Regions from separate parts of the Mus musculus genome. Here all the other regions are linked to region 4. The links are chromatin contacts, called in public HiChIP or PLAC-seq and promoter capture Hi-C maps. All regions are on one chromosome and are shown on one strand. Each heading gives the region's core, a stretch centred on a gene start, on an enhancer-like site or on the middle of the called end of the contact. The rest is flanking DNA. Distances are from core to core; before and after follow the strand shown.

Evidence for each region. Promoter capture Hi-C pulls out the DNA fragments that hold promoters and counts their contacts. HiChIP or PLAC-seq counts read pairs in DNA pulled down with a chosen protein or histone mark. Capture Hi-C pulls out chosen DNA fragments and counts their contacts.
Region 1: an H3K27ac HiChIP or PLAC-seq map of microglia shows a contact between it and region 4, with 8 times the contacts expected there. The contact joins the promoter of Dnajc9 here to the promoter of Samd8 in region 4. A contact is called at or near these places in 3 of 39 promoter capture datasets (the C10 cell line, neutrophils and pre-B cells), 1 of 484 Hi-C or Micro-C datasets (CD4 T cells), 1 of 115 datasets of contacts at active chromatin or transcription factors (microglia) and 2 of 9 other capture datasets (adipose tissue and liver).
Region 2: a promoter capture Hi-C map of liver shows a contact between it and region 4, with 2.1 times the contacts expected there. The contact joins the promoter of Sec24c here to the promoter of Samd8 in region 4. A contact is called at or near these places in 2 of 39 promoter capture datasets (neutrophils and pre-B cells) and 1 of 9 other capture datasets (liver).
Region 3: an H3K27ac HiChIP or PLAC-seq map of extraembryonic endoderm stem cells shows a contact between it and region 4, with 5 times the contacts expected there. The contact joins the promoter of Ndst2 here to the promoter of Samd8 in region 4. A contact is called at or near these places in 8 of 39 promoter capture datasets (the C10 cell line, the HPC-7 cell line, embryonic stem cells and 5 more), 5 of 115 datasets of contacts at active chromatin or transcription factors (the 230-238 cell line, T-cell acute lymphoblastic leukemia, embryonic forebrain and 2 more) and 2 of 9 other capture datasets (liver and macrophages).
Region 5: a contact with region 4 is called in a promoter capture Hi-C map of pre-B cells, with 4 times the contacts expected there. The contact joins the promoter of Chchd1 here to the promoter of Samd8 in region 4. A contact is called at or near these places in 4 of 39 promoter capture datasets (the C10 cell line, embryonic stem cells, neutrophils and 1 more), 3 of 115 datasets of contacts at active chromatin or transcription factors (T-cell acute lymphoblastic leukemia, astrocytes and pancreatic cancer cells) and 1 of 9 other capture datasets (pancreatic islet).
Region 6: a contact with region 4 is called in a promoter capture Hi-C map of pre-B cells, with 2.7 times the contacts expected there. The contact joins the promoter of 1810062O18Rik here to the promoter of Samd8 in region 4. A contact is called at or near these places in 2 of 39 promoter capture datasets (the C10 cell line and pre-B cells), 1 of 115 datasets of contacts at active chromatin or transcription factors (trophoblast stem cells) and 1 of 9 other capture datasets (adipose tissue).

What each region holds. Positions count from the first base shown.
Region 1 is chr14:20,386,040-20,390,267 of GRCm38.p6, forward strand. Dnajc9 (DnaJ heat shock protein family (Hsp40) member C9) reads right to left here and starts at 2,871. Exons shown (of 5, transcript NM_134081.5): 1 at 2,565-2,871; 2 at 2,261-2,401; 3 at 1,918-2,172. The coding sequence starts at 2,744.
Region 2 is chr14:20,672,932-20,677,091 of GRCm38.p6, forward strand. Sec24c (Sec24 related gene family, member C (S. cerevisiae)) reads left to right here and starts at 1,390. Exons shown (of 23, transcript NM_172596.2): 1 at 1,390-1,457; 2 at 3,027-3,226. The coding sequence starts at 3,055.
Region 3 is chr14:20,732,071-20,736,432 of GRCm38.p6, forward strand. Ndst2 (N-deacetylase/N-sulfotransferase (heparan glucosaminyl) 2) reads right to left here and starts at 2,492. Exons shown (of 15, transcript NM_010811.2): 1 at 2,145-2,492; 2 at 1,480-1,574. Camk2g (calcium/calmodulin-dependent protein kinase II gamma) reads right to left here. Exons shown (of 21, transcript NM_001360186.1): 21 at 2,803-4,362.
Region 4 is chr14:21,748,448-21,752,347 of GRCm38.p6, forward strand. It overlaps Samd8 (sterile alpha motif domain containing 8), which reads left to right and starts at 2,084. Exons shown (of 6, transcript NM_026283.3): 1 at 2,084-2,333. The coding sequence starts at 2,160. It also overlaps a transcript of Dusp13 not described here.
Region 5 is chr14:20,701,223-20,705,092 of GRCm38.p6, forward strand. It overlaps Chchd1 (coiled-coil-helix-coiled-coil-helix domain containing 1), which reads left to right and starts at 1,805. Exons shown (of 3, transcript NM_025366.3): 1 at 1,805-1,975; 2 at 2,068-2,186; 3 at 2,899-3,203. The coding sequence starts at 1,852. The coding sequence ends at 3,012. It overlaps 6230400D17Rik (RIKEN cDNA 6230400D17 gene), which reads right to left and starts at 1,877. Exons shown (of 1, transcript NR_029446.1): 1 at 790-1,877. Gm25328 (a small nuclear RNA gene) reads left to right here and starts at 301; the gene lies at 301-407.
Region 6 is chr14:20,544,513-20,548,704 of GRCm38.p6, forward strand. It overlaps 1810062O18Rik (RIKEN cDNA 1810062O18 gene), which reads left to right and starts at 1,781. Exons shown (of 6, transcript NR_033571.1): 1 at 1,781-1,832. Ppp3cb (protein phosphatase 3, catalytic subunit, beta isoform) reads right to left here and starts at 2,061. Exons shown (of 14, transcript NM_008914.3): 1 at 1,844-2,061. The coding sequence starts at 1,928.

The sequences.
Region 1 (4,228 bases), core at 1,621-4,120, 1.4 Mb before region 4:
TCCCCATTCTACTTCCTAAATCTAGAGCACAAGTACGTCAGCATCTCAAACCATATGATGACACAAAGGAACCTACTAGGGGACCCAAAGGGTCACATAGCCAAGGACAGCGTCAAAACGGATGCCAGGTACCAGGCACTTCAGGATCTTCATCTGAAACCCCATTTTGTACACAGCAGCCTAGTGAGCTGCAATGATTTAAAGGCTTTCTCTGGAGCTGGATAGCTGGCCCAGCTGTTAGCACTTCTTGCTCTTCCAGAGGCCATGCGCAGCATCCACACCAGGTTGTCTGTCACTCTAGCTCCAGGGAATCAACAGCTCTGAGGGCACCCACACTCATGCACTCACAAACGCAGGCACAAACACATGCAAATACACACAACACAAATTTAAAATGTTTTCTGAGTAGTCAGAAAAAAACATTAGCAAACTCAGTTTTAGCCTTTCTTTACCTGATTTCAAAGCTATCTTCATTTAACAAAATTTGCCAAAATACCACAACAGCTAACAGCAAGAACTGTGAGGCCCTAACTCATTGTAAAAATTTCCAAATCACCACTGGGAATAAGGATAAATTGGGATCTTGTTATTCCAGAACAAAAAACAAGTTTTGTTCTATTATCGTCTCTTAAAATTCAGCATTCCTCAATCCCTTTACACAGCTTTCAAACTGTCATTTCCCCTCTAACTCCAAGTTTCTCAAACCAAAATCCTGATCTAATACAGCTGTTCTGTTTTACATGCGAAAATGATTAGCAAGCAACAGCTGTGACTCCAAGCCATGAAAAAGGCATAGCAGTCTCTTCTCTGTAAAGCAGGCCCTTAAACTCACCCCAAACACTAAAGTTAGTTTTTCTCTCTGCATGTTCTTGTACTAAAAGCTCCAGGTCTTTGCCCATCCACTTGAGCCACACAAAAGACAACTCAAGTACCCACCAGACACCTAACATCTTAAATTGCCAGCTCTCCAGTCAGCTCCAATCGTGAAAGCCAAGACGAAGCAACCATTGCTTTACCAGCAGTCTGGGGTAACTTTCCCAAAGAGCGTAAGCAGGGTTGTTTGCTTCCTTCAACTCCTCAGCTAACATCCCCACTCTTCCTGGTTAGACAGGGATGAAGGGATGAAGAATCAACCGCAAGTCCCAATCCTCAAGTGTAGGCAATTGTGTTCCTCAGAGTGGGGACAGGAGAGACCACCCAGTGGTTACATGGAAACCGGAGGTGTCAAATCTTTGGGAGCTGGAGTTACAGACGGTTGTGAGCCACAACACCCAACCTTGGTCCTGAAAGTTGAACTTGGGTCTCTGTAAGAGGAGTACATGCCCACTGAGCCATCTCTCCATCCCCTTGTGTGTGTGTGTGTGTGTGTGTGTGTGTGAAATAACTATATGTATTTACAGAATTTTTTTTAATTTTTGTTTTCTCCCCCTCTTCTGGGCAGTTTTGGAGAATTAGGGACCTCCCACGTACTAGACAACCAATGCAGCACGGATCCACACAGCGCAGCCTGACCTCAAAAGTGGCAATCCTCAGTTAGCTTCCTCAGTGCTCAAGTACTGGGAGCACCACCCCGCCATTCTACATGTTTAACAGCACACAATCACTGCCATCTTCTACCTGTTCAATAACCACACAAGGCCCACAGCCTTGTAACCAGGCTCCATACAGCAAAGCTACAAGGACTGCCTCGTGTGAAAAGTTTTTCAGAATCACTTGAGGGTGACTTCAAACAGTCCATAAAGTGGAATCATTTTCAGCACAACATACCAAAGTAATCAGGGCTTTCTTCCTGGTCATCTAGTTAGATCAATGCTGCAGGTCAAGCAGTCATATCGCAGCAGTCTATTTCCGTCGCTGTGAATACAGCGAGACCCTTTTTTGAAGCAGCTGAGATGTGCTAGGAACAACACTACTTACCCTCCTTTTCCTTGCATTCATCTTTTGTTTAGACTCTTTGACGAAGGCGCTGTAGGCTGGAATCTCTTTGGATTCAATAGCTTTTTGAATGATGTTTCTTATCCTGGGTTCATCTGTGTACTGTACACAAAGTACAGACTCCATGATCTGGTCCATGTCGCCCTTGAAGTCCAGATAGGCCTGCTTAATATCGTTTAGCTCTTCTTCGGAGCCTTTGTATGTCTTTTCAAAAGCTTGGATATCCTCTAGCGATATCTAATAACAAAGAAGATTGCTTTAACTTCGCGAATTGTTCTTGTGGACTGAATGATGAGAATTAGTCAAAGCCACTAAAGCTCTTTACCTTTTTAAAGAGTAATCTCCAATATGCATCCCAGTCCCGGTCTTGGTTGAGGCCAGCAGAGTCTTCGTCCACTGTCCCCTGTTCATCGTACACTGCTTTCTGTTCCTTGTCACTCAGAACCGCGTAGACTCTTCCCAAGATCTGTAAGCAGAGTATCCAAAAGTCATCCTGAACCTCCCACCGAAACAGGGCAGCTAGAAAAGCTGAAAAATGCCAGGCCGAGGATCAGCAGTGCGCTGTCCTAGGAGCAGGGGCCCCGCGAGAGCACAAGTCCGGGCAGCAGTCCGAACGCGGGCCCACAAACCTGGAAGCGGCGGGTGGCGTCCTCTTTCTGGTCCTCCTCTACTCGGTCGGGGTGCACTTGCAGGGACACTTTGTGGTAGCCGCGTCGGACCTCGCCGTCCGAAGCCTCGCGCCGCACGCCCAGCACTTGGTAGAGGTCGGCGGTGCCAAACACCTGCTCGCACAGCTCCAGCAGCCCCATGCCAGGGAAGAGGCTGCTCCGCGAACCCGGGGAAGCTGTAGCCACAGCCGCTCTGCTGGACAGCGGACCGCCGGCCGCCTTTTCCCGCCCAAATAACTCTGGGCGCCTGCGTCACAGGAGAAGCGCCGGGGGCGGGGCCAGCCGCACTTTACGGCAGCCGCAAAGCAGCCTCGCTCTCGCCCGCGAAGTAAAATGAGACGGCGGTGGCGTCTTCTGGAGAGGAGGCACGCCCCACCCGGTGCCAGCCACTACTGCGCTTCCTCCCAGTTCCCTGCACAGCTCAATGATACATGAGAGTACGGTACAAGACACAACGAAAGTTTTCCGAATAGAGAGCGGATGCTCGGGCTGGAGAGGATGCTCAGCGGGTTGGAGGGCATGCCGCCATACCTGACGACCTCTGGGACCCATACAGTGGCAGGAGAGAACATACTCTGTCAAGTTGTCTTTTGGCCTACACACACACAAACACACACAATCATACACAATCATACAAAATAAGGAAAACTGGGAAACTTGACATGTTCAACCCAAAGGTTAATGTGTTTTTTAAGGTGATACTCAGAGTACAACTATAGGCTTAGATGACTTCATCTGGGATGAATCCCTCAGTCCATGCAGGAATAGCCTGTATCAATCAAAATACACAAAGCACAACTTTTAAGAATGCCTTTTATCTCAAAGGATGTGTATCTTTGGCAGCACAGAATCAGCGCCACTCACCTGCTGCAGTCACCTCACACAGCAATGGAAACTAATTGCACTGACCCACCCATCCTATCATTTTAAATAGTTCAGTGCTTCTTCGGCTTTTCCCCTCCTCGGATCTAAAAATCAAGGCCAACTAAACTTAGTTCCTCTCTTACCTACTTTCAAAGTTCCTTCATGCCCAGTGAAGGAAAACCAGCAGCCACACTGGATGGAGAGCAACCTCTGAATGTACATAAGTAACTATTCTCAGAATCCAGATAAAACAGGCCAGAGCACTACATTCCTAAAGAATGTAGCCTTACTCTAGAACTTAAAACCTACATTAACCAGCACGTAAAAGCAAACCTGTGATTCGTGTTTATAGCTGTAGAATCCCATGGTTCTGGGGCACTGTGAGGCAGACGGTGTGTTTGATTTCATACAGCCTGTCATTTACATACTGAACTCACAATACCTAAACACGACTCTATCATAGACTGTTCTGTGTATGCGTGCACATTCATGTGTTGGTTAGAGTGGGCATGTGCATGCTTTAACACATGGAGGTCAGATACCACCTTAGGTGTCAGTCTTCACTTCCTACCTCATTTGACACAAGATGTCTGTGTTGTTTCTCCACTGTGCATGCCAGCTTGCCCGTGTCTGAGGATTCCTTTGTCTCTCCACCGTCCCATGTCCCTGTAGGATGCTGCTATTGCAGACTCTTTGCTTCCTGTCTAACTAGTACATGGGGTCTAAGGATGTGAACTCAGTACCTCAGAGCTAAGGTAAAA
Region 2 (4,160 bases), core at 140-2,639, 1.1 Mb before region 4:
AAAACCTGTCTCTGAAAAAAAAAAAAAAATCCCAAATAAATAGGAAAGATATTAATTTACATTTCTAACAAGTCTCAGCTGATACTGATACTAGGATCCACGGACAGTATTTTAAAAGTGGATAGAAACAGGGCTGGTGACAAAGAACACTGGCTGCTTTTCCAGGTGACTTGGGTTTGATTTCCAGCATCCATGTATCTTACAAGATTTGTTAACTCCAGTTCCAGGGGATCCAGTGCCCTCTTCTGGCCTCTGCAGGTACTGTAGTCACAAAGTGCACAGATACACATTCAGGCAAAACACCCATACATAAGACATTTTAAAACAAGCTAGACAGAAACAACTGACTGGTTAGTAACTGACATGCAAACTTAAATGCCCATTTTTCTCTAAGCATGCATTACTGTGTAACTACCATTACGTAGGAAAAAACCCCACAAAACAGTTTGCCTACTCTATTCATGAACCTAAGTTGGCCCAAAGAAGTGCTTAAAGCATAACAGCACAGAAAGAATTCCAATGCATGCAACGGAGAGGTTGGAAGCATAAAAAGTGGGAGTTCACGGTGATCATGGGTTATATATCCAGTTTCAGGATAGTCTGCCTATAAATTGAGATCCAGTCTCAAAAAACTGATTAGAGGATAAAAGAGCAATAATCATTTATTAGTTAACATTGTTCTCTGAAGAGTCTTATGATTACTGAAAGAATTGTAGCTCTTTTAACAGAGAGCAGGGAGGTCTTTATATTCTGGTAGAGTTACCTCTATTAAAAAAAGGGCAAGGCATAAAATGGTAACTAATCTTTATTGAATAAACATTATACTGAACAATCTTAGGAAACGTCTCTAAATTCATCCCAATTCACTGTTCGACACGAATTCTTTTCATTAAAGAAGTAAACCGGGGCAGAAGTTGTCCAAACATTGAACTAATCGGCCCAAAGTCGAGGGTTAGAACCCACCCTACCACTACCACGTGTGGCTCAAAGGTCAGGGTGAGCTCTACCGTAGGGACGCAAATCAACGGGGTGAAAGGTTAACAGGAAGTGGATACAAGACTAGCTGTCCTTAAAGTCAACACACGACGAAGGGAGCGTTACTAAAAATAATCTGACCTAGTTTTCTCAATACCCTCTCAGCTGGTAAAGCCATAAAAAAAGTCTGGAAAATGTGGAAAAATCTGGAAAGGAAAGAAAAAAAAAAAAAAAAAAAAAAGCATGAAACTCAGCAATACTTTACAGACTGCGTCCATGACGGGATACACCACATACGCATGCGCAACATCCGGGTTTCCGGAAGCGTGCCTAAGGCCGACGTGGCAGAAGGAGTGGCCTAGCCCTAGAGCATGGGGCGGAACTTCCGGGGACGGCACGCCAGCCCCCCCCCCCTCGGAACCGGAAGTTGAGCCTGGGAGCCTTGACGTTAGGAACGAAGTCGAACCTGGATCTGGAGCCGGGTGAGGAGTGGCATCGCGAGGTTGCGTGGTGGGGAGGAATGCTGAGGAGAGGCCAGGGTATTTTTGGCCTGATCGCTGTCCGGTTTTAGAGGAAAGGGAGGAGCCTGGAGGCGGGGCCTAGAAAGAGACCCTCACCTCTCGCATCTGTGGCCGGCGATCGGTCTTAGGTCCCCGGACCCCTCCCTTCACCTCCTGGCCCAGGTTCCGGCTCGCTTCGCCCTCCCAGCATGTTGAAGGGCATTAGAGGATTGGTCTTTACTGCTTAGTGAACCGGCCCTCTTCGTGGCCCTAGAGGCTGGCTTGGCTTCCGGATCTCGATCTCTGGAGCGCTCAAGCCTCCGCATCTCGGGTACTTTCAGAGTTCTAGGAAGCTTGCCCCGCCCCTTTCGGTTGTCACCCTCGGCTATCCCCCTAGAATGGAGTCAAGATTGGAGTTTGACTCTGAGCTTATTCGGTCCCTCAGCCTCCTTCAGGAAATTAAAGGGAGAGGGACGTTTCCCAGGCTTGATGTTGGTGGCATGTGCAACGTTTAGCGTTTGGAAGGACTGTTCTAAAATGGCTTTGACTTTACAGAGTTTTCAGTCCGGCAGCGGTTTAGCTTCTGGGCTCTCCTAGCAAAGAGAAACCTATTGTTCTACTGCAGCACCTGAAAGGAGGTCTCACTCTTCCTGGGCCTCTTCTGCCTGTATAATAACTAGAAGGATGTTTAGATCTCCAGTCCCCTTGTTGGAATGACCCCTGAAAAGGACCTCCAACTCATCCTTCTGTTCCTGGGCAAGATTGCAATAGTTTGATAGCGACCTATCAAACAAACCTTAGAACAGAAACAATTACAGGCATGCTCTTGGATGTAGAATACCCATAGTCCTCTGCTTGAGACATGAGATGAATGACCTTTGCCATGGAATATTGCTACTTTTTTTTTATCTTAAATGTTTCATTTGTGAGGTTAATACATTCTGTTCATGGAAAGACTGGGGTCAGAGTAACATTTGGATTATTGTAGGTCAGACAAAGAATACTGTTTCTCCCAAATAGCTACTTTACAGTTTTTCTTTGTGTGTGTGTGTGTGTGTGTGTGTGTGTGTGTGTGTGTGTGTTTGAACAAAACCTAGTACATTTGAAGTTATTCTGTTTTGGGGGATGAATGGATGACTTGGTGGTAGATACAATGAATGGAAAGTGGAAACATTGCTTTATTTACCTGTAACATCATGGTAGTTATCAGGCAGAGGACTCTGTGTGACTGCCTGGACACTGAAAGTCATACCACTGGAGAATGGCTGCTGCTGTTCTGTTCCATTAAGTCTGTCTGAAGTTGAAATTTATACCTTCTTGGCAGTGACACAACATGGGGTTCACAGTAACAAAACCCTTGCTTTGAAGAAAGTGACTGCATACTGGCGGGGCAGGAAGTTTCTGAGATCCTGTAGTAGTGTGGGAATAGTTCAACTGATCACAGCCTGATAAGGTCAATCCCTTTTCATCTCTTCCTTCCTTCCCTGAATAGTTGCTCCCTCCGTAGAAAGTTTGTTTTGACTGATTTCGTTCTTTTCCTTCATTCAATAGGTGAGATCAAATCGGGGATGCTCTCATAATGAATGTCAACCAGTCAGCTCCACCTGTTCCACCATATGGGCAGAACCAGCCCATCTACCCAGGGTATCATCAGTCGAGTTATGGTGGGCAACCAGGACCTGCAGCCCCTGCTACTCCCTATGGAGCCTACAATGGCCCAGTGCCAGGTTATCAGCAGGCACCTCCTCAAGGTATGTTTTGAGCTAGGGAAGGGAATGAGCAGTCTTCAGGTTCGATTGTGTTGCTTTAACAAAGCTGCTTAGGTCCTGTGACTGAGGAACATGAGTCTGACTCTTTGAAAATGAAGGCCCTGGGAATAGTCTTGTCTCGCCTCGTTTTTACATGTGACTGTTCTACCTAAGCCACCTAGGAAGAATGCATCTTCCAGATTCAGCAACAGCTCACTTTGGTGGGTGTCACCCTGGACAGCATCATTACTGTTACTGTATTACTGAGAGCTGGATGGAAGGGTTGTGGTCATAGCTCTTGTGTTGCCTGTTGACTTTGTCTCCCTGAAGTCACTTGTTCCTCATATGTGTTGAAAATGCCTCTTATTTGACTTCTGGTTCTTACTATAATACTACTCTGGGACACATATGTGTGTAAATGAATCTGAGTGTAAAAGTGTTTTTGTATGCTTGACATAGGGTACTCCCTGGATCTTTTACTGTCTTTATTTTCCTTTGCTTGGGTTTCCTCTTCTTGAATGTTGTGTGATGTGAGTGAAATAAGAGACTCTTGTGTTGCATTAGATTCTCTGTGTATCTCTTGGGGAGGAGTTGAATGTCGGCCCCGTGTATATATGCTTTAGTGTTGAGCTACGCTGCTGCCAGTCCTCAGCTTTGTTTGATATTACTTTTCCAAGAAAGGTAGCTGGCCCTCCACATGCTAACCTGGCACATCTTATAAAGTTATTAATAGTAGACTTTTGGTTGTGCTGGCTGAAGAGGTAGAGGATGCCAAACTCTGTGAGTCTTTTGTTGTTGTTTTCCAGACAGGATTTCTCTGGATATCCCTGGCCATCCTGAAACTCTCTCTGTAGACCACACTGGCCTGGAACTCAGAGATCAGCCTGCCTCTGCCTCCCCAGTGCTGGGATTAAAGGTGTGCACCACCACTGCCCAG
Region 3 (4,362 bases), core at 1,242-3,741, 1.0 Mb before region 4:
GGGCAAAACCCATGCGTATAGTGTATGACGCTCTAAATGCAGGGGAGGGGGGATGGGAAGACAGGGTAGAGAGTGGAAGTAGGAGGAAGAGGTGTAGATCACGGGAAGAACTGAATTCTTTCGTTTGTTTTTATAGAAAGGGGTTTCTTTGTGTAGCCCTGGCTACCATATAGACCAGGCTAGCCTCCGATTCTGCCTGCCTCCATCTCCTGAGTGCAGGATCAAAGGCATGCACCACCACTGCCTGGCAGGAACAGCTAAATTATAACAGGGATAACAGTAGTGAGAATTCAAGGAAAGCAAGCTATACTTCACATGTAACACTGGTTTAATAACAGTATATACTGAGCGCTTACTACTTTACTTGTTGGGTGTCCTTCTAGAGCTTTGCATATACAGACAGACCTGATTCTGACTTATTACAATCTGCAAATGAAGCTGGGAGGTGATGGCGCACGTCTTTAATATAAGCCCTTAGAAGGCAGAGGCAGGACGATCTCTGAGTTTGAGGCCAGTCTGGTCTATAGGGCGAGTTCTAGGACAGCCAGGGCTACATGGAGGAGCACTTTCTTAAAAAAAAACCAAACCAAACCAAACCACCACTACCAACCAACGACAAAACCAATGTGCAAATGGTAAACACTTAAAGGAGACTTCAAATGGTTGTGGGTTTTGGTTTTCAGTGCCAGTGATGGGATATGTGGTCTTGCACAGGCTAGGCACGTGCTCTCCCAGGAGTTCCAACCTCAGGTCCTAGAGTTTTAATCCTTTCCTAAGGGAGTGGATTTGCAGACACCGTAGTAGTAGTAGTAGTAGTTGTTGTTCTTCTCTTCTCTTCTCTTCTTTTCTTTATTTCTTTCTTTCTTCCCCTCCCCCTCCTCCTCTTCCTCTTCTTCTTTTGGTTTTTTGAGACAGGGTTTCTCTGTGTAGCCCTGGCTGTCCTGGAACTCACTCTGTAGACCAGGCTGCCTCGAACTCAGAAATCCACCTGCCTCTGCCTCCCGAGTGCTAGGATTAAAGGTGTGTGCCACCACGCCCGGCTCTCTCTCTCTCTTGTTTATTTTTACTTATGTACTTTATGGATATAGGTACTTTGTCTACATGTACATCTGCACACCAGAAGACAGCATCAGATTGTAGGCCACCATGTGGGTGCTGAGGACTGAACTCAGGGCCTTTGGAAGTTTGGAACCACTAAGCTACCTCTCCAGCCCCAACAATACTTTTCATTTGAGACACACTGCAAGTACTTGCTCAGCCACACAAACAGAAGGTGAAGCAACTGGCGTCACTGAGCAGAGGGCACAAACTGATAAGCTCTTGTGGTCAGTAGTTTAGGATATCTTAAAAGTTTATCAGTAAATGCAAGAAGCACCTGTATTTAATGTCAGCTCTAACAGTTATGAAAACACATATAACTAGTAGTAGTTCCATTTTACACACGCATAATTTCTGGCCCAGAGAAGTTTAGTAACTTACCCGAGATTACAAAGCTCCGTTTGTGGATGAACTGGGATTCAAAGGTCAGGCCTGTCAACCTCCTGTGTTGTAACCACTGTATTTTAGCTTCATACCTAGAGGAAGCCAGTGAGATTTAGAGAGGGGATCATGTGAGAACTTTTGGTGGGGGAGCAGTGGGATGACTAAGTTGGAGGAAGAACATGTGTGTGGCAGTGGAAAGTTTCTGAGGAAGGAGAAACCTAAGGGTCGTCTGCCAAAGTGGGCAGCAAATACAGGGTCAGGGTGGGCTGGAGGTGTGGGCCCACCACTGGAATAAACAACAGGGGCCACGCTGTGGGAGGAAGGACCTGACCTTGAGGATAGAAGGACCCTCCTGCGGGAACTACGGGAAATGGGGAGCCCACAGGTGGGGGAGCTGGAGGGAAAGGGGCAGGGGTGCGGCCGAGAGTTGGCATCCAGACAGGCACTGGGTTTAAGAACCCCGTGTGCCCTGGGCGGAGTGGCCAGAATAAGGCAACTGAGGGGAGGCCAGCGGCTGGGACTCGGGGCAGGGTGCACAGGGCCAGATGGGTGGTCGCCCAGGACGACCCTGCGGGTGGTTTCGGTGGCGACACTCGCAGGAAGTCTGATCGCGAAAACCGAGGGCGACCGTGGACGGGAGACTGCTCTCAAAGATGGCTCACCCGGTGGAGTGGGCGGCGTCCCCGCTGTCCCCGGGCCCTGCCGCGTCCCGGGGCTGCCCGGCTTCCCTGCTCGCGGGGCCTCGGGCCGCGTCGCGGCGGCTCCGCCATCTCCGAGCGAACGCTCCGCCGCAGTCGGGCTCAAGTACCGCTCCCACCAGGGGGAGGCGGCGCGCTGCGGCTCGTGGTGCCCGCTCAGGTCCGCGCGCTCCCCGAGCGTGGCCGCTGCGTGACCGGGACCTGGGATAAGCCGACGGCCCTCCGCAGTGCTCAGCCCAGCCGCAGCCTCCCAGCCCTCCGGCCTCGCGCTCAGCCCACCAGGGTGGACCCCGTCCTCCACGCCGGGTGGCACAGTCTGCGGAGCGTCGGGGCGGGCCCAGGGCCCAGGCCTGTCCACTCAGACCCGCGGAGGAGGGAGCCCGCGTACCAAGGGCGGGGCCACCTCCGCCTGGGGCGGGGCGAAGACTCGGCCCACCGCCTAAGAGGCTACTTCCTCCCTGCCACCCCCCAATACAGCAGCCCAGGCTGAGTTTATGAGAAGTTTTCTTCCTTGCTCCCCAAGGGAATGGGCAAAAAGATGTTCGTCTCCTAGTGAAGCCTTGTCACGCAGGCTGCTAAAATCTAAGCCCACGGCTACGAGCCTCCAACAGCAATAACACAATGGACTGTTTAAAGGTTATTTTATTAAATATCTTCAAGGTTTCATTGTAACAAAGCTATGAAGGGACTACCAACATTCAGAACAAACACTATTTTAAATTATTTCTATGTCATCATGCAAAAGTTCTGCATCAAATGCCTTCCATTTCCTGTTTAAAAGGTGGTTTGTTTTTTAAATAGTCTATTAATAGTCTATAGATGCTGACATTAGCCCCAGAAGTGGAGTAAGAACGCTAAGAAGTGGGGCTGGAGCAGCCACATGAAGCTATGGGTCTCAAAGAGCTCTAAGACCATTTGTTGTCTTCAAGCCAGCAAAACCAAACCCTGTGATGAAGGTATCTGTTGGCTGGCACTGCAGGCTGCAGGGCAGGAAGGGTCTAGGGTCCAGGGTCTGAGGCATGCACAAGTGCTTGAGGAGCCTGGCTAAATTCAAGCACCAGCACCCATGCGTTTGTTCTCTTCTCAGCTGGCTCCATACTCTGTAGTTCTCTTTTCCCAGCTCCTGTGCCTCCTGAAGGTCACCCAAGGAGCTGAAATCTACCCCCCCCCCCAATGCAGATAATGTGCAGTTGTTTGGTGGGAGGGAACCAAGACTATGACCAATTGCCTCTTCCATTATCTTCTCTGTTATCTGCCTAAGGTACAGACCTTTTCTTCCTGGAATGGACCTCCTTGAGCACAGAGAGGGACAATGAATGCAGGAGCCTTGGCTCTGGACCCCTTTGTGGGTACATGCAGGCGAGGGGGTGATGCCCATGCAGATTGTCCAGCAGAAAAGTCTATACTTCGGTTGGTCAATAAAGAGCCTCTTTAAAGAGGACACTTCTCACCCAAGCAGTCAGTTCGATCTCAAACCCAGGGAAAGAGTTGGGCGTGCAGCATGGGAAGAAGGGAGGCAGCCCAGAGGGCAGCCAGAATGCATAGAAACAACCACCAACTCTTACCCACTGCCTCACTCCTCCCATCCCACAGGGGCACTTGGCAGAGGGCCCAGGCCTAGATGAGGGTCAGCATGGGGACCACCACCATGAAAATACAAGACAAAGATGGTCCAGATCAGCACACAAACAACTGCCAAAAGTGGCAAAAGGAGCCCTGGCCAACGACTTCTGGATCTCTCCTTGTTATGTCAGGAAAACCAACAGGAAACAAAGTAGCAATCCCTCCCCCTTTCCACCAGCAGAAATCGGGCCTCAGTCTCAGGCCCACGTGCATTGTGCATCCTCTAGAAATGGATGAGTTAAGTGCATGTCAGACGAACTCGAGGTTTCTCATTGGCGGACACACTTCTGCAGCACCAATTCTCTTCCTGTCTACGCTAACTGGACCGGTACAGCAAAGTCCAGGCTTTCAGTCCTGAGGCCACGCCTCACAGCTGCCTCCACACACAGCAGGCTGGCAGTGCTGCATTCTCTCCAATGTAGGTCCAGCGGCCACGGTGTTTGCGTCTTTCTCATACTAGGTGTCAATGCATGGTCTGACGAAGTCCACTCCTAGAACTGGGGTGATCAGGCCACCTCTGGGGCTGCAACCACACCATGGCTTTGTCCATGACCAAAGC
Region 4 (3,900 bases), core at 834-3,333:
ATCTCCGATGAAAAGGTTGGGCCAGACTTCATCCACTCTACTACAAGAGGCTCTCCCGGCCCTCAGGAGCTCCTCTAGCTGCAGGATACTGGGGCAAGGTGTGGCTTCTTTTTCTTCCCCAGGTTTTGGGATGGAGGCATCAGCCATGGGCCAGCCTGCCTACCCCTCTGCCTGCGGTCAGGTCTGCTCTCCTGTGCTATTTCTCCTTGCCAGAGATTGGCATTGACAGGTGGGACAAAGTGACTCAGCAAGTCCCAAGGGCCTCTGAACGCTGCAAGACCTATTTCCCTTGAGCTGACTCCCATCCCTAAAGTCTCCGAGAACATGGAGTTGGACTCCTACAAGTCACGATCTCTCTCCACCTCTGTCAGTTCCTTCTGTAAAGTTAAGGGTTTGCCTGTCCTGGGGAGTTGTTGCAAGGGTTAAACTAAAGGTTCACTGCGTCTAACATAGGGCAAGTGCTTTGAAATAGGTTCATTCGTAGGTTTAGAGCCTGCATAGACGGGTTCCAATGACAAGAGTTAAAGCAGAGAAAAGCACTGAGGCTTGAATGTCAGAAAAGACTCTTGCAGGTCTAAGTGGGCCACAAACAGGGGGGGACACCGATATCGGCTGCATTGGAGCCTTTGGATTGTGGAACACAGGGGACCTTGTCAGAGTTGTGGAGTCACAGAAACTTAGGCACACAGGGAGGAAAGCATCTGACGTGTGCTGTAGGGTTCACACAGAACGGTGGTTCTATAATGAAGATAGCAGATTTTTTTTTTTTTTAAGAGAAAGCTGATGGATCCTTTTATGTCAGAGAGGTGATCATTGCCCAAGGCTCTGAGAATAAGGCTCTGAGAATCTTTGGACACTAGAACCACTTTTTAAACATTATTTTTATAATTAAAAATATTTTATTGGTACTGGAGAGATGGCTCAGTGGTTAAGAACACAGATAATACATGCAGGCAAACATTTATACATATAAAATAAGTTTTAAAATTATGTTTGAGTGCCTACAAATATGTATGTGGGCCACATGCATCCCATGCCTGCTGTATCCAGAAAGTGGGGGTGGGGGGTGGGTCTCCTGGAATTAGAGTTCTAGATGGTTGTGAGGTGGCATGTGGCATTGAACTTGAGGCATTGAGGTGAAAGGGTATTAAACCTGAGTCTCCAGCAAGAGCAGCAAGTGCTCTAACCACTGAGCAACACCTCTACCCCTATAGAAGCACGGGGACAAGAGAGTTCTCTGCCTACAAGGGCTGCAGGAGATGAGATGTTTTGCAGTGTCATGGAGCCCTTGAAGGTTCTGAGCATACTAGGCAGATTCCTGGCTGCCCCTGTTCTCCTCCTGTCCATCTTAGAATCTGCCCCCTTCTCCCTCAGAACTACCAAAGCCGGTCCTGCATTGTTCAAGAAAGTAGAGTCAAAGAGGGCTGAGATTTCAAGCTGCAGATGGCTTCAGACGTGGATTCTGCCAATGTTAGGCTTGCTTTAGAAGGGGATATTCCGTTAAGGTGGGGTATGGTAGTAGCAGGAAAGAACCCAGGTTCTGTCTGAGGTTAGCTTGGGCTTGGGTACCAGCTTGGATTAACTGTGCTACGTCAGGCTACAATGTTTCTTGACCTTTCTATGAGATCTACAGAGTTGAAACAATGATTTGAAGTATAGTCTCTAGCACAGTACAAAATCAAGGGGCAATAAACGGGGCTGGGCAGTGGTGGCACTCGCCTTTAATCTCAGCACTTGGGAGGAAGAGGCAGGTGGATCTCTGTGAGTTTGAGGCCAGCCTGGTCTACAGAGTGATGTCCAGGACAGCTGAAGCTACACACAGAGGAACCTTGTCTCGAAAACACCAAAGGTGGAAAAACAAATAAATGATGCAACTTGAGGACTGACTGAGAAGGGGTTTGCCCCTTCAAAGGGCTCAGGATAATAGCCTCTTCCTAGGCTCCAACCCCAGTCAACAACCCACAAGCCTTCTCCTATCTTCATTAAAACCCTTTGATGAATTATGCTTGGGCATGACGCAAGCGCTCTCCCCCTCCCCCTTGGGTTTCCCCTCCTCTTCCGGTTTTGGACCCGCCCCCTCCCCGTAGCGCCCCGCCTCCCGAAGCAGTTCCGGTTCGGCTGGCCGCTGCTGGCGGCACGGCTCCAAAGGGGCCGGAGCGATGCCCGCTGGTAGCCGAGCCGGCTCCCGCCTGCGCTCCGGCTCCCTCCCCCGGCCTTCGCGTCTGACTCTCAAGGCGCTGCGCCCCGCCTACGCGCCGAGGACCCCCGACTCCAACGGCGACTTAGACACCGGCTCCGAGCTGGGTCCCGGCAGCCCGGCTCCCACCGCGGAGGTGAGCGGGCGCCGAGGCTGATGAGAGGGGAGATTGGGGGGCGCCTGCAACCAAGGGTGAGTGGAGAGTCGGGGGCGCCAAGGGCCGCGGGGAGACGGTTGGGGAAGCCAGGGGAGGCCGCTCTGGAATGGAATCCGGAGAAAATCAGGGGGTTGAGCTGACCCGCGGGCAACAAGGGACGAGGCGCAGGGGCTGGGTCCTTGCTACCCGGCTAGGGGAGAAGGAACGTGCAAGAGGGGTCCCCGGAATCCAGACCTGGAGGAGGAGGTGCCCTGGGTTGTAGCCATAGAGATGAGGGATAGGGAGAGCTGGCCCCGGGCCTCCTGTAACCCGTAACCCGCATGAGGGCGAGGCAGCCGGGTGGGGACTGACAGCCACCTGACTCGGTGGGAATGGTGGCTGGTTTCGCAGGGCGGGAGTTAGGGTTGCCTGGAAAGAGGGAGGTGCTGTCGGGTGGGAAGGAGCTTGGCCTAAAGGTTAGAGAGGAAAAGTCCAGGGGAAAAAAAGGAGCCCTTGGGGATCTAATTTAGGGCCTTGGCTTTTTTACAGGTAAGTGTCTTTCAAGGTGTCAAAAATCTCTGGGTAGTGGATGACGGCTTTGGGGCTTGCCTGTTTGTGATCCCTTTAAGAAGCTAGATTGCGAGGGGCGGGTATGCATCGCTGATTCTCGTACAGGGACTGGGGGAGGCGATCGGAGAGAGGAAGTGATGTTCGTAGAGGGTAGTGATTTGTGAAAATAAAGATGTCACTCAGATTTCTTCTGACGCGAGTGGTTTCTTCTCCTCTGTGCTTCGTTTTTAAGAAGGTTCAGATGTCAGGCAAGTGTAAGTCTTTAGTACATTACCTTTAAATTAAAAAAATTAAATCTGCAAGGGGAATTTGGACGTTTGGATTTTACAGATAATTCAGTGCGAATTGTTAACACTTGAATACAGCTTGAGTTGGCCCGCATATTGGCCACAGGGTGGAAATATGGTCCGTGGAAATTCTTGGGTTTAAGAGGTCATTTACGACAAGAAGTGAAGCCACCCATAGTCCAGAATCCTACAAGATCGTCCCCATTGGTAACTCGAGGATTGGAGTTACCTCGTACAAAATTTGAAAGGTGATTTTAACAGCTTTTTCAGGATCAGTATTCTCTTGCTATTTAGCAGATTTTTTCCACATGAATGGAATTTTTTTTCTATCGTGATCAAGAAACCTAAAGGTAGCAAAGGGAGGTTATAGTTGGCAGCTGACAAAAGAAATGTGTAAGCACACAGGTGCTTTTTCTGGAAGATGTAGTACCAAAGCTGTAACTCTGCCAGAAAAATATTGATCCCAAAACTTTTTGAGTTCATATAAATAAGAAATGGTATCGTGACTCCTTTGACTTCTAACTGAGGCTCATTAAGGCTCCTTGCAGCTTATCAGATAGGTTTGGCTATGTTGTTGGGCATTTCAAAACCAACTTTTAATTATTTTCTACTTTCAACAAGCCTCTACTGCTCCATCCTCACAAGATGACCATCTACTGTGGCTGCAACAAGCTTTTAAATTGCTTTCTGTGAATGGGACCTTAATATCA
Region 5 (3,870 bases), core at 555-3,054, 1.0 Mb before region 4:
AAAATTGGAGACTTGTAAAAAATAATGGTAAACACTTTTCCTTTCTCATTTCATTATTTTATTTATTTTTTGTTTGTTTCATTAAGGCAGGGTCATGTTATATGGCCCTGGCTTGCCAAGTACTCATTATATGTAACTTAGGCTGGTTTCAAACTCTTTAATCTGTCTCCTGCCTCAATTTCCCAAGTGCTTGGATTGTAGGCATATGCCACGCCTGGCATAGCTATTTTTAGCATGAACAAGATACACAAAGGCTCGTCTCATTTTAAACATTTAAGAGATATTTAAAAATATTTTTCCGTGCTCGCTTTGGCAGCCTATATACTAAAACGGGGACGATACAGAGAAGATTAGCATGGCCCTTGCACAAGGATGACACGCAAATTCGTGAAGTGTTCCATAGTTTTGTAAAGTGGATAAAAAAGATTTGTTAGCAAATGCAAATTAAAGTTTGGGAAAGAAAAGAAATTTACCCATGTGTGCGTTCGAGGTGTTGGTAGAAGTAATTATGAGCCCTGCAACGTGGATGCTGGAAACCAAACAGTCCTCTGGAAGAGCTAAAAACACTCTTTAAGCACGGAGCTACCTCTCCAGACCCTGAGCTAGCTAAGATTTCAAAGTAGATGTTGGGGTACATAAGGTCACAAACAATATAAATGTGTGTGACAATAAAAAAGGTGCCTTGATGGCTGCCGGTAGGGTGTGGTAAGAGAGGGAAAACCCCTCTGATGTGAACCCAGTGTTAATCTTGGGATTCGCCAGAAAAACGAAGTCCACCATTTTGGGCTAAATTTAAAGCAAGCTTTATTAGATACTAAATACTGACCAAAAGATGGACTTTTTGGTCAGGCCCATTCCTGGAATTTCCCTCCTGAATTAGCTATGTGACTCCGGAAGAAAGGCATCCACGTAGGCTATCAAGGGAGAATTCCAAACATCTGAGGTAAAAAATGTCAGCAAATATACCTTGCTCTAAAGTAGACATCATATAAACTACAGGACTGCTGGATTCCGCTTCCATTAGCAGAAATGTCTTGAATTCATTTGCAAATACCAAAGAATCTATATATAGCACATCTTTTGATTCGGTTTTGTAAACAGTTAAGTCAAACACTCAAGTCCAACAAATCACAACTGGAGGTCTATAAAAAGAAGTGATATAGTTGCTCTAATATTAAATGTTGTGTATGTCACACGTAAATGTTACAACGTTCACCCTACTGTGCGATCATTCCAAACGAGTAAACAGTATCTACCTAGCAGTCCATGTAAGAGTTGTAAAAAGCAACCATTTTATTATTTTGGTTTTTCTGCTACAGAGTTTCTCTGTGTAGCCCTGGCAGTCCTGGAGACCAGGCTGGCCTCAAACTCAGATCCGCCTGCCTCCCCGCCTCCCCGCCTCCCCACCTCCCCAGTGCCGGGATTTAAAGGCGAGCGTCACCACCGCCTGGCAAAAGGAATCATCATTCTCACAGACTTGTTAAAACAAAAGTCCTTTGCAATCCAAAATCCTTAACTCCAGCCCCACGGGATCCAACGCCTTCCCCTGGCCGCCACGGACGCGGCACTCACGTGGTGCCCACACGCAGACACCGACTCACAAATAAGTGGCAGCCGCGGACACGGGGCCCCTGAATCCTGCCGGGTCCCGAGCACGCAAAGGGCGCGCACAACCTATAGCATCCTAACCTGCTGTCGGCTGCCGGCCCGACGGGGTTCGAATCCAGTGTCACCGTGAGGCCAAGACCCGGAAAGTGCGCGCACAGCTGCCCGTTGTCCGCACGCCAAGCGCGTAGAGGTCAAGAGGGGTCACGCACGGCGCCGCGGAGCCTACTGGGAACGCTGTGCAAAATGGCGACGCCCAGTCTACGCGGCCGCCTGGCGCGGTTTGCGAACCCGGGAAAACCTATACTGAAACCCAACAAGCCTCTTATCTTAGCTAACCGCGTCGGGAACCGACGTAGAGAAAAGGGAGGTGAGCACTTGGAGCGGGGGCGGCTAGGTAATCTCGGGGGAGAGGTGTTAGGTCGCCCTGTGGCTGAAGGTCTCCCAGTTCTTCCCCTCCAGAGGCAACCTGTATCACGGAGATGTCGATGATGATGGCTTGCTGGAAGCAGAATGAATTCCGCGACGAGGCGTGCAGGAAAGAGATCCAGGACTTCTTCGATTGTTCTTCCAGGGCTCAGGTGATGTCTGGCTCCTAGCGTGCCTTCTTGGGAAAAGAAAGGGGAATACAAAGAAATGGTTCAAGCCGGGCGTGGTGGCGCACGCCTTTAATCCCAGCACTTGGGAGGCAGAGGCAGGTGGATTTCTGAGTTCGAGGCCAGCCTGGTCTACAAAGTGAGTGCCAGGACAGCCAGGGCTACACAGAGAAACCCTGTCTCGAAAAACCAAAAAAAAAAAACCAAACGCAAAGAAATGGTTCACACCGCCCTGTGTTAAATTATGTACAGAGTCTCCCATTCATCTGTGACTGGCTCACCCTCACCAAAGTGAGAAAAAGCTAAGTTTTGTCATAGGTTGATCTTCACTAATTTGCTAGCCAGAATAGTAGTTTGAGATGATAACAATCATTTGTACATCCCCAATCCCTTTAAATCCCCTTTTTGTTCCTTTGGGTTTTTTGTTTGTTTGTTTGGGGTGTGTGTGTGTGTGTGTGTGTGTGTATGTGTGTAAGTGCTTGCGTGCTTGAAAATGCAGGGACACATCTGTGGGCACCAGTGCTGTGTGGTGGCCTGAGGTAAACGTCTGGAATTTTCCTCCATTCCTCTTCCACTTTATTCCTTGAGGCAGGGTCTCTTGGGGTTTGGAATATTATAAAAATTATGGGTCTAGGTCAGAATAAGCTAAAGAACTGTGACTTTGTTTTTTGTTTTCTGTTTTCTGTTGTGTTTTCAGGAAGCCAGGAAGATGAGATCAATCCAGGAGTCTCTGGGACAGTCCGAGAGTTTATCTCCCCACAAGATGACCAAGTTGTTACAGAGATTTCCCAACAAATCTCATCTCATCTGAAAATGGAGAAATATTTTCAATGAACTCTCATTTCCAAAAGCTATACAGAGAGGCACGTTTGGGAGGTTTGCGGTTTGCATTTGCATTGCTACGAGTTTTTGAAGGGTAAAATGAGGCAAAATACTTAATTTTGCTCTTTTGAATGAATCGTATTCTGGATGCTGTCTTGAAATAAAATCCTCTAAAAAGAAGTTGGCCATTTCTTCTAATTAGCTGCTTCTCCTCACACCTCCAGCCCCATCCTGAAGAGGAATATCTCTGCCTTTCCCTTCACTGGGCAAGCACCCAACCTCTGAGCCAACCTGAGCACGTCCTTTCTTGGGCTCTATAATCTCCCCAAACCCTGGAAGTTCTTTATTCCTGGGATGCTCTTCATTTCCTTTCTTTTGTTTTGTTTTTGTTTTTTTTTTGTTTTTTTTCTTTTTCTTTTTTGAAAGAGAGTTTCTCTGTGTATTCCTGGCTGTCCTGTAACTCACTCTGTAGACCAGGCCAGTCGCAAACTCCGAGATCGCCTGCCTCTTTCTCCCAAGTGCTGGGATTAAAGGCATGCGCCACCACTGCCCAGTCCAAATATGCTTTTGATGAGCAAGTCTGAATGTCTTTTGTTGCCTTTCAAGTCCTTTACATCATTTAGTCCTTTGGCTTTTAGATACATAAGTAGCAATGAAGTCTGTGTATGCAGAGCCTTTTTGCCATCAGCTGTATTCAGTGAGGGCATACTTCACAAATAGTCTGTCCAAAGTGCTTACTGAAGCAAGTGCATATACTGATACCCAGAGATTCTGTAGATACATATTATTTTATTTGTACAGTTAATATACTTAGGGGCTGGAGAGCTGACTCCATTTAAGGGTACTT
Region 6 (4,192 bases), core at 531-3,030, 1.2 Mb before region 4:
AATATAGTTAAGAAAATGAAGAAGCAGGCAATGGCCTGTTTCAACCCCCACCTATACAATTACAGAAATTAATAGGATCAATGCCTGATCTTCTATCCTTCAAGAAAAAAAAAAATCCCAGAAAAAGAAGCTCATAAACTATTCATTCTAGGGGCTGGTGAGATAGCTCAGCGAGTAAGAGCACTGACTGATCTTCCAGAGGTCCTGAGTTCAAATCCCAGCAAACACATGGTGGCTCACAACCATCTGAAATGAGATCTGACACCCTCTTCTGGTACGTCTGAAGTCAGCAACAGTCTACTTATTTATAATAATAAAATAAATCTTTGAGAAAAAAACCTATTCATTCTTTTTTTAAAATTTATTTAATGTATATGAGTACACTGTCACTGTCTCCAGACACACCAGAAGAGGCATCAGATCCCATGACAGATGGTTGTGAGCTACCATGTGGCTGCTAGGAACTGAACTCAGACTTCTGGAAGAGCAGTCAGTGCTCTTACCCGCTCTTACTCCAGTCCTATTTAGTTCATTCTAATGCTTAACCCAACCACATATGTCATGCTTTAAGAACCTAAAGTGCAGATTGAAAACAGAAAAAACACAGGTGGGCAGTGGTGGCGTACACCTTTGATTGGGCTCTTAAGAAGCAGAGGCAGGCATATCTCTGAGTTCCAGACCAGCCTACTTTCCAAGTTCCTGGCTAAGACTACGCAAAAAAGCCCTATCTCGAAAAACCAGCACACATACATACATACATACATACACACACACACACACACACGAGAAAAGGGTTTGTTTTAAAATATTTTAATGGCAAACCATGGTCACAATTCAAAGCAAAGCTAGCAGTATTTAAACACTGTGCCAGTCTATACTTGAGACACTGAATTTGAAAATTAAAATAACTTTAAAAATGAGCATAATCTAAATGACGAAATCTTCATTTTACGATTTCTGCTTATTGACTGCAAAATAAAGAAAAATAATTTCAGTTCTTAATATTCTTAATCCATAGTATTAGTGTGGTAGATGGGCTCTCTCTGAGAGCCTGGACTTTTAAGGAACTTTCAACTGCCTCTCAATTTAATTTAAATAAATCTGTTTATCTGTACACACACGTCCTCCCTGGCTCAGAAGAATTTCACTTTTCCTTCTAAAGAGTAAGTCGTGTGTTTAGAGGCGGCTTGTAAAACCCTTTCTGTTAAGTGTACCACTTCCTATACATGGGACTTTTTTGCCTCCTCTTTGTAAGATGGCTTTTTCCCCTGCCCCGCAGCTACGTCTGGGTTCCTAGGTCACCCCGGGATCCTTCATCCTGGTCCAGTCCCATACGGTTTTCCCGATTTCCGCGCGGGGTGGCATCTGAGGGCCGAGCGCAAACCCCCTGCGGCTGGCGCTAGCTAGGCGTTGTCACCCGGGAGCAGGCGTGGGCCAGAACGCGGGCGAGTCCAACGGCGTGCGGCTAAGGGGTTCCGGGGCCCCTCGGTGCGCCCGGGCAAGCCGGGAGTGCAGCTGTCGAGGAGCCGGAAGCTCTTAACGCGGGCGCCGCGCCGACCACAGGCAAAGCAGGAAAGAAAGGGGCTCACTGCGGCGGACGGCCCTGAGCCCGCGTTAGCGACAGCCCGCGCACGACGCCCGCCCGGGCCTGCAGGGCGAGCGGGAGACCGAGGAGCAGCCTACGCCTCGGCCCGGCCCAGCGGGGACCCGCCCAGGGGCCACTCCCCAAGGGAGGCAGCCAGTCACTCGCCCGCCCCGCCAGGCCCGCTCCTGAGGGGACGGACTCCCGCCCGCCCTCACACCGCGCCTCACGCCAGGCCCCCAGGCTTCGGGTACCTCTCACCTTTGACGACGCGGTCGGCCCCGAGAGGGGGCGGTGGGGGCGGGGGCGGGGGCGGCGCGGCCCGGGCCGGCTCCGGGGCGGCCATGCTGGGCCCGGGGCTCGGCTAGGTGCCGGGACGGGCGGGGTTGGGGGCGGGGGCGGCGGCTACCAGAGCCAAGCGGCGGCGCCGCCGGGGAACATGGCGGACCCTCTTTCCCTTCAGAGGGGCTAAGACCGTCATGCATCGCGCGTGCAGGGGCGGGGGCGGGACAAGCTCCAGGGACTTGAGCAAAATTACCGAGGCTACTACAGAAACGGAAACAGTCCAAGGGATCAGGTGAAAATTCCGTACATGCAGAAAGACAAACCAGTAAAGAGAGGTTGCAGATTAAACTGAGGGGCTGTTGATAAAATGCAAGGGGAAAAAAGGACGGTTTTTTGGCCGCTTTGGAGCCCAGGAAAATGAAGAGGTGTAATTTGATCTCAGAATTTCCCAGGCCTAGACAAATATATGACAATTTATCTACAAAATCTAAGTGATAATACTATGGCCAGAGAGAAAAATGAAAGAAGCATCAGGGAATCTATAGAGTGGCATTATCATTTAAAATGAAATTTTCCCTTTAATACCAGACCTCAGGAGGCAGGGGAAGGCAGAACTCTGTAAGTTCAAGTCTAGCTAGGTCTAACCACTCAGGGCAACAAAGTGAGACTGTCTCAACAAAACGGGGCCCTAGAGAGTTGCATAGAATTCGAACTCTTGCTTTGAGAGTTTGGAAAAGTCCAAAGGCACATAAATTCAGCTGGAAAAGTCTAAGCACCACGATTTAAGAACCAAAATGGATCAAGGGAAGTAGGGAATGACACCAAGAGGTGTCCTGAGAACCTGTAAGATTCCCCTGGAAAGCCATTGCCTCTCTCGTAATTCACTGAGCAAATAAATTTGAAGGCAGAGAGATGGTTCAATGGATAAAGGTGCTTGCAGCCAAGGACTGTGATTTAAGTTCCTTAGGACTAATCCCCATGGCCGAAGGAGACAATGGAAAGAAGGAATTAGACTCCTTCTAGTCTGACATCTACTAAAACTTGTAAATAAAGAAATGAAATAGAAAAAAATGGAAAGCAGAGACTAAGTAGGTAGAAAATAGGAAATTAGTTCCTTATCTTTGTACATACTCGGAATTTGAATTTGGGCAACTTGCAGAAACAGATCCAAGTTGACCAGCATCCAAGAGGTCAAGAAACAAGTACAGGTGGTCCTTAACAGTTATTAATAAGATGCTCAGATGCTGAAGGCATAGGCCACCAAACCCAGTAATGGAACCACAGGGCACACAAGGTATTAAAAGAGAACTGACTAGTACAGCTTACTCTAGCCTTCATGTGTCCTCCTCATACATATGCACAGTCATTACACTTCTTCCAAAAAGATAGAATTGTGTGTATGACACGAGCAGTGTTGAATGGTTCAGGGGCCAACATATCTACTAAGGCCCATGTCTCTATGTTATAGCATCCAAATAGGATGAAACAAGAAAGCCCTCTGTATCTTATTACTCAGTAACACAAGTTCTCAGAATCTGTCCTCAGTGATTAGGAGGGCAACGTTCTCAGCATCTGTTGTTTCTTTGTGTTCATCAGTAAGATCAAGATCTGGAATAAATAAGGAGGGAAAACCCAATAGACATTCTTTGCAAAGGGAACCTTCCAAATTATTTTCTTTTGTGTGTTTATGTGTTTTACCTGCATGAATGTCTGTGCACCACATGTGTTCAGTCTCCATAGAGGGCAGAAGAGTAGATTATATTCCCTGGAACTAGAGCTACCAAATATTGTGAACCACTATGTGGTACTGAAAACTGAACCTGGGTCCAATACATGAACAGCTTGTTCTCTTAACCATTGAATCATCTCTCCAGCCACTACAAAATACTTTTCAAAGGAAAGAGACTGTTGGGAGTGTGTCATGGGTGAAGATAGCTCTCATTATCACAGAGATATTCTGACTCTTAAGGGGAAAGGAAAGGGAGCAAGGCAATAGGAAGAGCAAAGGATTGGAGTCACATCACACACCTGGAATGCAGAGAGGAAAGGCACCAAGGCTGGTACTGTACTGGGAGTGAGTTTGTCAAGGTGGTTTGAATGCCCAGAAGACAAGGGGAGGAATGGAGAATGTAATGCACTGAGTGTCCCAGGCAGGGGAGGGATAGTTAACACGCTAACAGCCATAACAAGAGGGAAAGACTCTTAAAGATATGTTGACTCCATAAGTGAGTTTGTTTTTTTTGTTTGGTTTTTTGGTTTTTCGGTTTTTCGAGACAGGGTTTCTCTGTGTAGCCCTGGCTGTCCTGAAACTCACTTTGTAGACCA